Regions from separate parts of the Hordeum vulgare genome. Here region 2 is linked to region 1. The links are chromatin contacts, called in public Hi-C maps. All regions are on one chromosome and are shown on one strand. Each heading gives the region's core, a stretch centred on a gene start, on an enhancer-like site or on the middle of the called end of the contact. The rest is flanking DNA. Distances are from core to core; before and after follow the strand shown. Region 1 holds the start of LOC123413036. Region 2 holds the start of LOC123443147.

What was found. Hi-C and Micro-C count contacts between places; a contact is called where the count stands out from the background.
Region 2: a contact with region 1 is called in a Hi-C map of leaf, with 6 times the contacts expected there. The contact joins the promoter of LOC123443147 here to the promoter of LOC123413036 in region 1. A contact is called at or near these places in 4 of 6 Hi-C or Micro-C datasets (leaf, seedling and an unstated tissue).

The regions. Positions count from the first base shown.
Region 1 is chr1H:436,430,834-436,435,698 of MorexV3_pseudomolecules_assembly, forward strand. It overlaps LOC123413036, which reads right to left and starts at 2,602. Exons shown (of 1, transcript XM_045105985.1): 1 at 1,763-2,602. The coding sequence starts at 2,367. The coding sequence ends at 1,858.
Region 2 is chr1H:436,599,327-436,604,191 of MorexV3_pseudomolecules_assembly, forward strand. LOC123443147 reads right to left here and starts at 2,891. Exons shown (of 4, transcript XM_045119467.1): 1 at 2,739-2,891; 2 at 2,239-2,263; 3 at 1,346-1,855; 4 at 653-1,093. The coding sequence starts at 1,666. The coding sequence ends at 932.

The DNA.
Region 1 (4,865 bases), core at 1,352-3,851:
TTTGAAACAAGCTCTTGGATTTGTAAAAAAAAATTAACCTTTGAAAAAGTTCATGTATTTAAAAATAAGGTCACAAATTTCAAAAAGTTCATCAATTCCGAAACGTCCCCGAAACTGGAATAGGGTCATAAATTATATTTTATTTTATTTAAAAAATCTAAAAAAATGAAAACAATATCACGAATGAAAAGAAAAACGCGCATTTGAAAAAAAATCGACGAATTTGTAAAAGTTTATCAATTTTAAAAATAACAACAAATCAAAAAAAGAAGGAAAAAATAAAATAAGTAACTAAAAAACAAATTAAAAACAAAAAGGAAAAGAGAGAGAGAGAAAATAAATAAAAAAATACTATAATAAAACCAGACTAGGAAGCATGTGGAAGCTTAAAAAATTGTAATGCACCAGATGGAACCTACACGCACTATTGTTTTGAGGCAATCTCATGAAGCTTATATTTAATCGTTACAGTGTTTACAAGGGAGAAAGAAACATTACCAGGGTGGCCTGCTAAAATGACAGTCAAGCCATAGAGATAATTCATGTTTTGTTAGAGTGTGATCTTAGGCTGCTCCCAATGCTTCACTTTGGATAGGTGCTAAGCATGCCAACAAGGCAAAATCCTATGTGACAATCTAATTAAAAAGAGATAGAGGAGTTTGGTGTCCTCGAAAGAAAACAATGCTAGTCACGAAAACCTAAGCAAAACATTAAAAATGAAGGAAACTAGCCTATACATGCAAGATTTTAGTTGCTAAATGAGACAACCTTAGCAACAACAAACTAAGAGGGTGCTTGGATCTAAGGCACTAAAACTAGTCTGACTAAACTAGTCTTTATAAAAGGCTAAAGTTTCAAGCACCACTGACTAAAGAGAGGCTAAAACTAGTCTTGAGGCTAAAATCTTTTAGTCAGGGGTACCCCTACTAAAATGTGCATTAGTCCTCTCTTTCCTCATTTAACTCCTCAGGCAAGTTCTGGATTGCAGGGTTTGGAGGATAACAAATGCTCATTAACTTGATTTTAGTCTCTTTAGTATTTGGATCCAAGCATGTTTAGTCTCATTACTTTTAGTCATGGGACTAAAATGTATCCAAACACCCTCTAAGTACCAATGCACTAGAGATTATGATTGCTTAACATATCTAATGCTCTTAGCACCTCACTTAGCACCTTTGCATTGGAGGAAGCCTTATAAACTGATGAACTTTGACATGAACTATGTTATAAATAGTAAAAACCGGCGAAAGGTCAATGATCTCGTGGATAATTGGTCCATAGCTTGCAGAACTTCCTTGTTTCACGTGCATCCTCTGAATATACACGTCTTCTGAGAGGTCGACAGCAAGAGCTTCCAGCGTAATTGGGTCAGAGATAGCCTTGAAAACAACGGCAGATGGGCCAAGCCCAGGACTGCTTACCCGACAGCTGCGTCTCCCACCCGATGACAGAGGATGCGCACGAACGAACGAACGAGCTCCCGGTGTCGTTTGACTCCGATCTCCGGCGGACCGGTGGTCGTCCCGTGGTGGCATGCATCGGTCCATCGGAGACCAACAGAATTCCCGCGCGACACGGCCGTGGCCCACGCTCCCAGTCTCATCGATCGTCGAGATCTAAAAGCGCACAGAACCCACAACGGAGCAAGCACGCATGCGCGCGGCGGTCGGCATCGGCATGGCGAGCTTTCCTCGGTTCCTCCTCGACGAAAACCAACGGAAAAACGCAAACAACGACGAGCACCGCACCGCACCGCAAACAATTGACCAAGAGATTAATAAGTAACAAGAGAACAAAGTATTGAAGCATTCCTTAGATTTCGCTACAGCGGGAGCGGCTCGGTGGACCGATCGGGCATCACAACCGGAAAAGCTTCTTGCACGCCTTGAGAATGTTGCCGCTGCCTCTCTTCTTCTTCGCCGGGGTCGCTGTTCCCTGCTCCCGCTTGGCCCCCTCTTTCGCCTCGCCTTCTTCTCGCTGCCGCGCCTCCTCCTTCTTCTTCTTCCCTTCCTCCTCCTCGTCGCCGCGCTCCTCGGGCACTGCATTCTGGTCGCCGCCGTGGTCGATGTCCCCGTCCATGTCGTGGATCCTCCAGTAGTACCCGTCGCCCTTGCCGGGCGCCGCCGGGTGCCTCCGCATGGAGAAGGCCCTCCTCATGGTGCCCCTGGCCCGGTCGCCGGACCTGCTGCAGAGCCTCTGGGAGCCGGTGGAGAAGGTCCTCGCGAGGGTGACCGCCCCGATGGCCAGCCCTTCCCACGCATTGGTCTCCTTGGTGTTGGTCAGCTCCAGAGACCGCCTGGCCCGGGCGCCCTTGGTCACCGCCGCCAGCGGAGGGGGCGAGGAGGCGAGGTTGGAGTAGCCATTCATCTCAAGCAAATGGATCTTGCTTCCTGCTTCCGCGAGATGGAGCTGGTAATCAAGGACACCGTGCGGGGAGCTAGGCAGGTGCTGCTGATCAGCACAAGGACAAGATCATGGACAATGAGAGTTGGTGAGCCCCGTGGGAGCATCCAATATTTTGGCCAGAGATTTATATTCACCTCCTGTCTCCTGCACACCACTTCCTTGTATATATACAGCCTCGAGCTCGATGCATGAAGGCCTCGGTGGTTTGTTTACGCTTTAGCCATGGTTAGACGGTTGGAGTTAACCTAGTTTTTCAACGGGTAACAACAGGTCGGTGCATGGGGGTTAATTAGGGGTGGGTTCTCTTCTGCCTGCGAGGGCGTGTCAGGCGCTCCGGTTTTTTATGCGTGGGATAGGGAGATGTCTGTTGGAAGACGAAGCAGATGGCTCCGTTTTTTTGGAGGGGAAGCACGCACGGTGCTCGTCCTCGTCGTCGGTTTTATATGCGGCGGCCACGTGATTCTGGCGGTTTTATAATGCTCTCTGTTCCTAGTGTCTTTGACTCTAGGCGGCACTTGGGCAGTGGTTACTAGCACTGGTTAAAAGTAAGTAAGTCAGGGCCGGCTCACATGCCGATCGATGTGCTAATGTCTAGCTCGTTGAAAATCGGTCACGGTGAGCGGGGAGACGTCGGGTCAAATGGAATCCACTGCGGCGGGCACACATGGACCTTGTCGGGCAGATGTTCTGTTACCAGCGGTGCTACGTACAACTTTTAACCTTTATAGCCCCCCCTTACCACGCAGTTTGACACGACTTCGTGTTGTTGATGTGAGTAAAGGAGCTGTGAGGGTGATGGCACACTCGAAAGAAAGGAACACCGTTGGTTGTCTATTTCCATTATTAGAGGAAATGGGAGAAAGAACCGGTGTGTCGACCATGCTCGTACAGCTCGAAAAGACGTGCAGCTTCCGTTCAGGCTAGCCGCCACACGCCGGTGACACAAGTAAGTGATCGTGCCCTCAGGAAATGGGAGCACGTTTTCTTTCCTTTACAAAAAGAAACGTGTTTTCCCTTTTTCGAAGATACGATCGTGTCTTTTACGAAACCAAATCTGTGTGTTCATGAGTAGTAAATCCGCACCTCTTGCAGAATTAAAAAAAGAAAATATGTTTTTCTTTTTTTTTTCTGAGAGGCACAAATCCATTCCTTTCGCAGCATAAAAAACTAAACATATTTTTTCTCTTTTCCGAGAGTCACAATATCTCTCTCAGAAGAAAATCCATAAAAAACTAAATGTGTGCCTCTCACGAAAGGAAAAAAGAAAGAAAACATGCATTTTCCTTTCCTAGAGACATGACTCGCGAAAGCAAATTCATGTCTTCACGAGAAATATATGCGTGCCTTTCAGAGAACGTGCCAAGTGACATGCTCTTAATCCATCACAAGTAACCTTTGAAGGGGCTCTCGACGGAGTACCCTTCATTTAGTTGCTCTCGACGTTCACTCGTTACCGGGGACGGAGCCAACGTTCATGCATAAGAGGGGCAAGTTCATGTGAAGTGAATTTTTTTGGCTACAACAATCATAATTATAATAGAAAAATCAATTTGTTAGGGGGCCTCATCCCAGCTTGTTATTTTGGTGCGTGGGCTAGGGCCCAAGAGTGCCACCTCATTATTGTTGCACGCTGAAGAGCATCACGAGCTTATGGCCCGCCCAATGTCCGCGATCACTTTTTTTTGACTTGGAACACCTCGCTTCCATTACTTAAATTGGCATAGCAGCATCGCTAGCCATCAGCACACTTACATCGTCCGGTACATTCTTCATCCATAACTGGCAAAGATTCTGACCATTACTCCCCATTGCAGCTAATATGAGCAACTTTATTACAGTCACAGGGAACATAAAAAAAGACAAATTTACTAAAACTCAGAGCCATAAACACTATTGGTTGTTCATTCTTTTGTTATATTTCGATTTGAAGTTTTTTTCATCTTGTTTTCTATTTTGGTTCAGTCTTGTACGATGATGGTCTCTAAGGTCCAGTCTTATTTTTTTCCATTATTTTCTTAGTTTTCTTCGTTTCCTTTTTGGTTTTCAACGGTCTTTTTCCCTTCATTTTTGTTTGTTTTCTTATCTGTTTTTATTGATTTTTTGTTTGTCTTACTTTCTTCGTTTTCTTCGACTTTTTCTTGATTTTCTTTGTTTCTCTCTATCTCATTTTCCTGGTCATTTTTTCCTTGTTTTCTCTGTTTTTTCTTGGTTTCCATCGGTTTTGTTTGTTTCTCTCTCATTTTTCTCTGCTTCTATTCCTTTTGCACTGTTTTTTTTTCTTTTTTTCGTTTGGTTTTCTTCTTTTTCGTCAATTTTCATCAATTTTACTTTTTTCTCAACACATGTTAACTTTTGTAATGCACATTCATATTTATGGTGTACATCAGAAACATTTTACATATACATGCTTAATATTTTTTAAATACTACATGACTACCATTTTTTTAAAGCTTATACTT
Region 2 (4,865 bases), core at 1,641-4,140, 170 kb after region 1:
TGTGGGAGTGTGTGCATTATTGTGGGCCGTTTGGATCTGCAGGAATGACATAGTTTTTAACCGCCGACATGACTTTAACTTCTTGCAGGTCATCTTCAGGGTTACCGCACTGATCCGTACGTGGTCATTACTCACCCATGTGGACGCGAGGGAGCCTATGGTTACTGGGTGTGTCCGTTGGGAGATGGTAGCTCAGGGTATCTTCAACCGGTTTGGATGGCGTCACATTAATCGGATAGGTGTTTAGGCATCTAGATATATTGTCAGCGCCGGTTTTGGACGCATTTGGCGTCTTGTATCTTCTTTTTTATTCCTTTTTTCTAGTTTTCTTGAACCAGATGTACTCGGTTAAGACTTGAGCTTGTTTTAATATATGGTCGTATGCATCTTTCGATGCAGAGGCCGGACTAAGCCTTCTTTTCTAAAAAAAATGGACCGAAGCCTGAGACGCGGCTGAAAACTAGCTTGGCACGAGGACGTCATAATTTATTCGTCGGGTGCGCTGTGGACCAAAAGGGTGGAGTTGCTCTAACTCTGCGAGGCTGCTCATCACCGGCGACATCGACGCTATGGCAAGAACACTGACGCATGCATACGGCACGCCACACTCTGATGCACGCACGCACAAACCACAACACACCACACTGCTGCATGCAAAATAAAAGATGGCTGGCCCAAATCACAACCACCTCTTTTTTCTTTGAACTTCTGAGAACTCATTCATCGGGCGAGAAGAACGCCACTCGATCCCGATGAAGATCATGAGATGAAGAACGGCATTCGATATAGAGGCGAGACTAACTAGGCATGCATCAGGCAATGAGTACAACCAGTCCAGCATTTTCCTTGGTGCACCTACAAACAGCTCCGTCATTTCTCGCCCCTTACCCACTATACAGATTACAGCCAAACATGACAGACACGAAGAGAATCATGGCGGCAGGAAAGAGCGGCGATTGTCATCGTGCGGAGGCCAACGCACGCCTTCTCTCGGGCAGGGAAACAGTAGGGGCGCCGGCTGCGCCAGGAACGTCGGGTACCGCTGCCCCGGCATCACCACCGTCAGGTCCGCCGCCGCCACCACCACCTCCATCTGCAATCACAAAATTAACAATCATCAGGGATTGATTCAGGTGAGGTGAGGTGAGGTGAGGCTCGTGCTTTCCTCCCTTTCACCTGAGGCAGCAGCGAGCCCGTACCGTACGCACGTAGTCATATGCTACTGCAGACACGAGCGCGACACGACGTGTGCGCGCTCTTGTCACTGCTGACACGGTGCACGTGAACCGAATGCATATGCACGGCCACGGATGGTATGAGCAGAACCTTGTTTGATGGAGCATACCTTGGGCGGAGGCGCGAGCTTCTCCGGCGAGCCGCGGTCGCGCTGGTGCCGGCCGGAGTGGGACGGCTGGGCATCGCCGTCGGCGTCGCTGTCGGCGTGGGAGCCCCGGGAGGCCGCCCAGCCGGGCTTGATGAGGTGCTCGAAGATGGCCATGAGGAGGAACATGGCGATGAGGATGGCGGTGGCCGCGAAGCCGAAGGAGATGGCGCTGGCGTTCGTGGAGGAGGCGGCCGCGGCCGCGGCGCCGTCGTCCCGCGCGTCGCCCGACGGTGTCGCCGCGGCGTCCCCCATCCACGACCGCTGCCCCGCGAGGCCACTCATCGCCAGCTCGAGCTCGCTCGCACACTTGTTGGGAGATCTTGTTGGGAGGCCGCCAGCCAGGTTCTTGGATTGTGCTGCTAGGCAGAGGAAATGCAGGCACCAAATACGGCTGAGTTCATCGTGTCCTTATCTGAGTTATCTTCTCCTCACCATGCGCATGTGACGCTCCTCCTGAGGACGTATCACGTTCTACATGTGAAGAGAGGTAGAAAAAGATAAGAAAACTGGTACCTTCCACTCCAGAGCATTTCTTTTTTCTTAAGCAAGATTTGGTTGGATAAGCACTCGTGGTGTGGCAATCCGAACCACACCACACCACACCACACCACGTACGAGCAGGAATCACAGTGCTATGGAATGGAACCAAAATGCAGAGCATTCAGCAACTTTTATGTTGAACCTCTCCTGTTTCTGTCCCTCATCAAGTCAAGAATAAAGCCGAAAAGCATGCAGAAAAAGGGAGAAGAAGAGGGGAGGACGGGCTGAAACCCAAGAAGAAGCAAGTACTCATTCTTGAACCCCGGGGAGTCAGTACGAACACCCAGATTGCAGGCGAAAGAAGCTCCGCTCACCTTTAGCTGTACCACCTCCCTCTCCCTGCACCAGCCAACAAGAGAAGAAGCATCAAGTCCTCGAGCCAAATGCCAAGAACCAACCCTACAAGACGGACGGACGGACGAGCAATACAGCTCGAATGCAAGTCTCTCTCTGCTTAATAAAGGGAGGAGATCTCACTTGGGCTGCTGGGCAATGGTGGCGGTGGGGAGGGAGGAGTGGTCAAGAGGGGGGGAGGAACAAAGGGAAAAGCTGGGAGAACAAAAAGAGCGTGGGCTTGGGGGCTGCCCACCTTCTTCTACAGGGATTCAACAGCCCGATGATGCATGAGACTGGTGAGAGGTAAGGCTGCTCCAAGAATGGCGCCCAAAAAATGAGATCACAGAATCGTGTTTGGGCAGCTCAAATCAAAAGGAGCGGCTCCTCATCCCCATGCACATCAACCACATGACCCTACGACCCATCGTAGCACCTTGATTTGTAGTAGTAGAGCAGGGTGGGGGGTTTGAGACCTGACCTGAGAGCATAGCAGAACAGAGGAGGAAGGAAAGAGGGATGTGGAAATGATACTACAAAAGGGGAGCCAAGCAAAAGGCAAAGCTAGAGAAAGGAAAAGGGGAGCAAAAAAAAAAGCAGCAGCACATGAAAAGAATAGATGGAGGTCGCAGGATCCCCAATCAGATTTTGAAAGTCAGTGTCAATAATGGTGCGGTGCGTGTCAGGCGGCTCAGGTAAAACAGCAGCGTTCTACTGCTCCTGCTGCCGCAGCGCGCCCGCCCGTTTCCATCTCACCGGCAACGCATCTCCACATGTGACGTGAGTGAATCGTGATGTGACATGACATACGTATAATACTACACGCAAGTTATTTCAGAATTTGGCAACATGCATGCTGTTAGAACCAAGGAGATGAGGGAATGGAGGAAGCAAAGCACATCTCTTTGCTTGCAATGGGAAAAAGGGAAAAAGGCGACGGGAGGAAGAATTTGTTTGTTGCCATGGGGAAGCAAGAGCTGCCTCGTACACTGTATATTTATTTTCATTTTGCAGGTGGATGTGTGTGTGTGTTAAGAGGGTGTTTGGATACTCTCTAGTCATGTGACTAGTAGTAGTCAGACTAAAAGTTTTTAGTCAGGCCCTGTTTGAAAGGTGACTACTACTAGTCAGCATTAAATGTCTCTGTATTAAATTATTCTCATTTATCTTCCTTTCATTGACGTGCCAGTATGGGAGGATGAGCCTGCAACAGGATGGGCCCGCCAATTAATTAGAGAAGAGACTTTAGTCACTTTTAGTTGGGGGTGGGGTGACTAGGGACTAAACTAGTTTTAGTCACCCATTAGTCAGGGGTGTTTGGAGATTTACTGACTAAAGGTGACTACTACTAGTCTCTAGTCTCTAGTCTCTAGTGATCCAAACACCCTCTAAAATGGGCGACAGGGAGGCATGGCCTTCTGAGGCTCCAAGGCAACAGGGGTCCTACTGCAAGACTGCAACCACATGACTGACCATCGTACACTCAATTGTACAGCCAGCTCTGCATCTGAATCTCTGCTATACTCCCACATCAAGTCATGAATCGGACGCAGTACTGATCTCCAAGGCAAGCACACTGCATGGTCTAATTATCATCATCAGCGTCTGTGTGTCTGTGATGACACTTACTATATATTGAGCATTTTGAACAACAACTCTACTCCACTTTGCAGCGCCACTGGCCTCTTGCTGCATGATGCATCAGTGTGCATGGGTACAACGCAAGATAGGCTGTCTGTCAGCTACGCACGGAGCGACATGGCACGAGCCTGGTTGCCACATGAGATGGAGTGCCCGTCGCCAACATGCCATTTAACTATGTCTGAGGAAGTAATTGTCTGGTGCCCCAGGCCTCCAACCCCTAACCAACATTCAACCAAACTTGTAGGGAAGCCGGGATATAATTATAAAACTGAATCTAGCTACTAGCCAGCCTGATAATGAGTATATTTTTCTCGTGGTCGTGGGTACGTACCGTCAAATCTTGGTCTTCATTCTTGAGTTCCGAGGATGAACTGTGCAGTGAGACCAAGATAATTGGAGCCCATGCGTTCAGGTGCGCCAAAACCCCGCATAGGATCCGCTCAGCAGGCCGCAGATCAGGCCAGAAAGCTGCGTCAACAATCACCGGCGGAATGGCTAAATCTACCTGCTGCCTTGTTTCACTTTTCTGCATGGTAGTCTGCACGGCAACGATCGTATCGCATCGCGGTAATCAATCATCAGTGTATCTACGTACCACGGATGCGCTGTGCGTACCAGTAAAAGTGAGCAGTGCTAGTAGTACTATGATTGCCACGGCGACTTGGGTGATGTTCAGCTGGTGACCGATGATTTTAGGGTCCACGAGATGAAGTGAAATTACTCTTGCTTATGACTGACTGACAGAATAATTTTCCCCCGTGCAGACTTGCTTTGCCCTGCCCCCTCTCCCTGAACAACATCAAGAAGCCTATCTCGGAATAAATAAGGGGAGCCTAGCCCTATTGTATAATCTCATGATCTTGCCTCCGGAGCGAGTAATTGAAGGGACAATTAAAGTGCATTTGGCCGCTACGTAAACCTTTGCACTCCATGGCTTTAGCTGGCGATCCAGGAGGACAAGGGC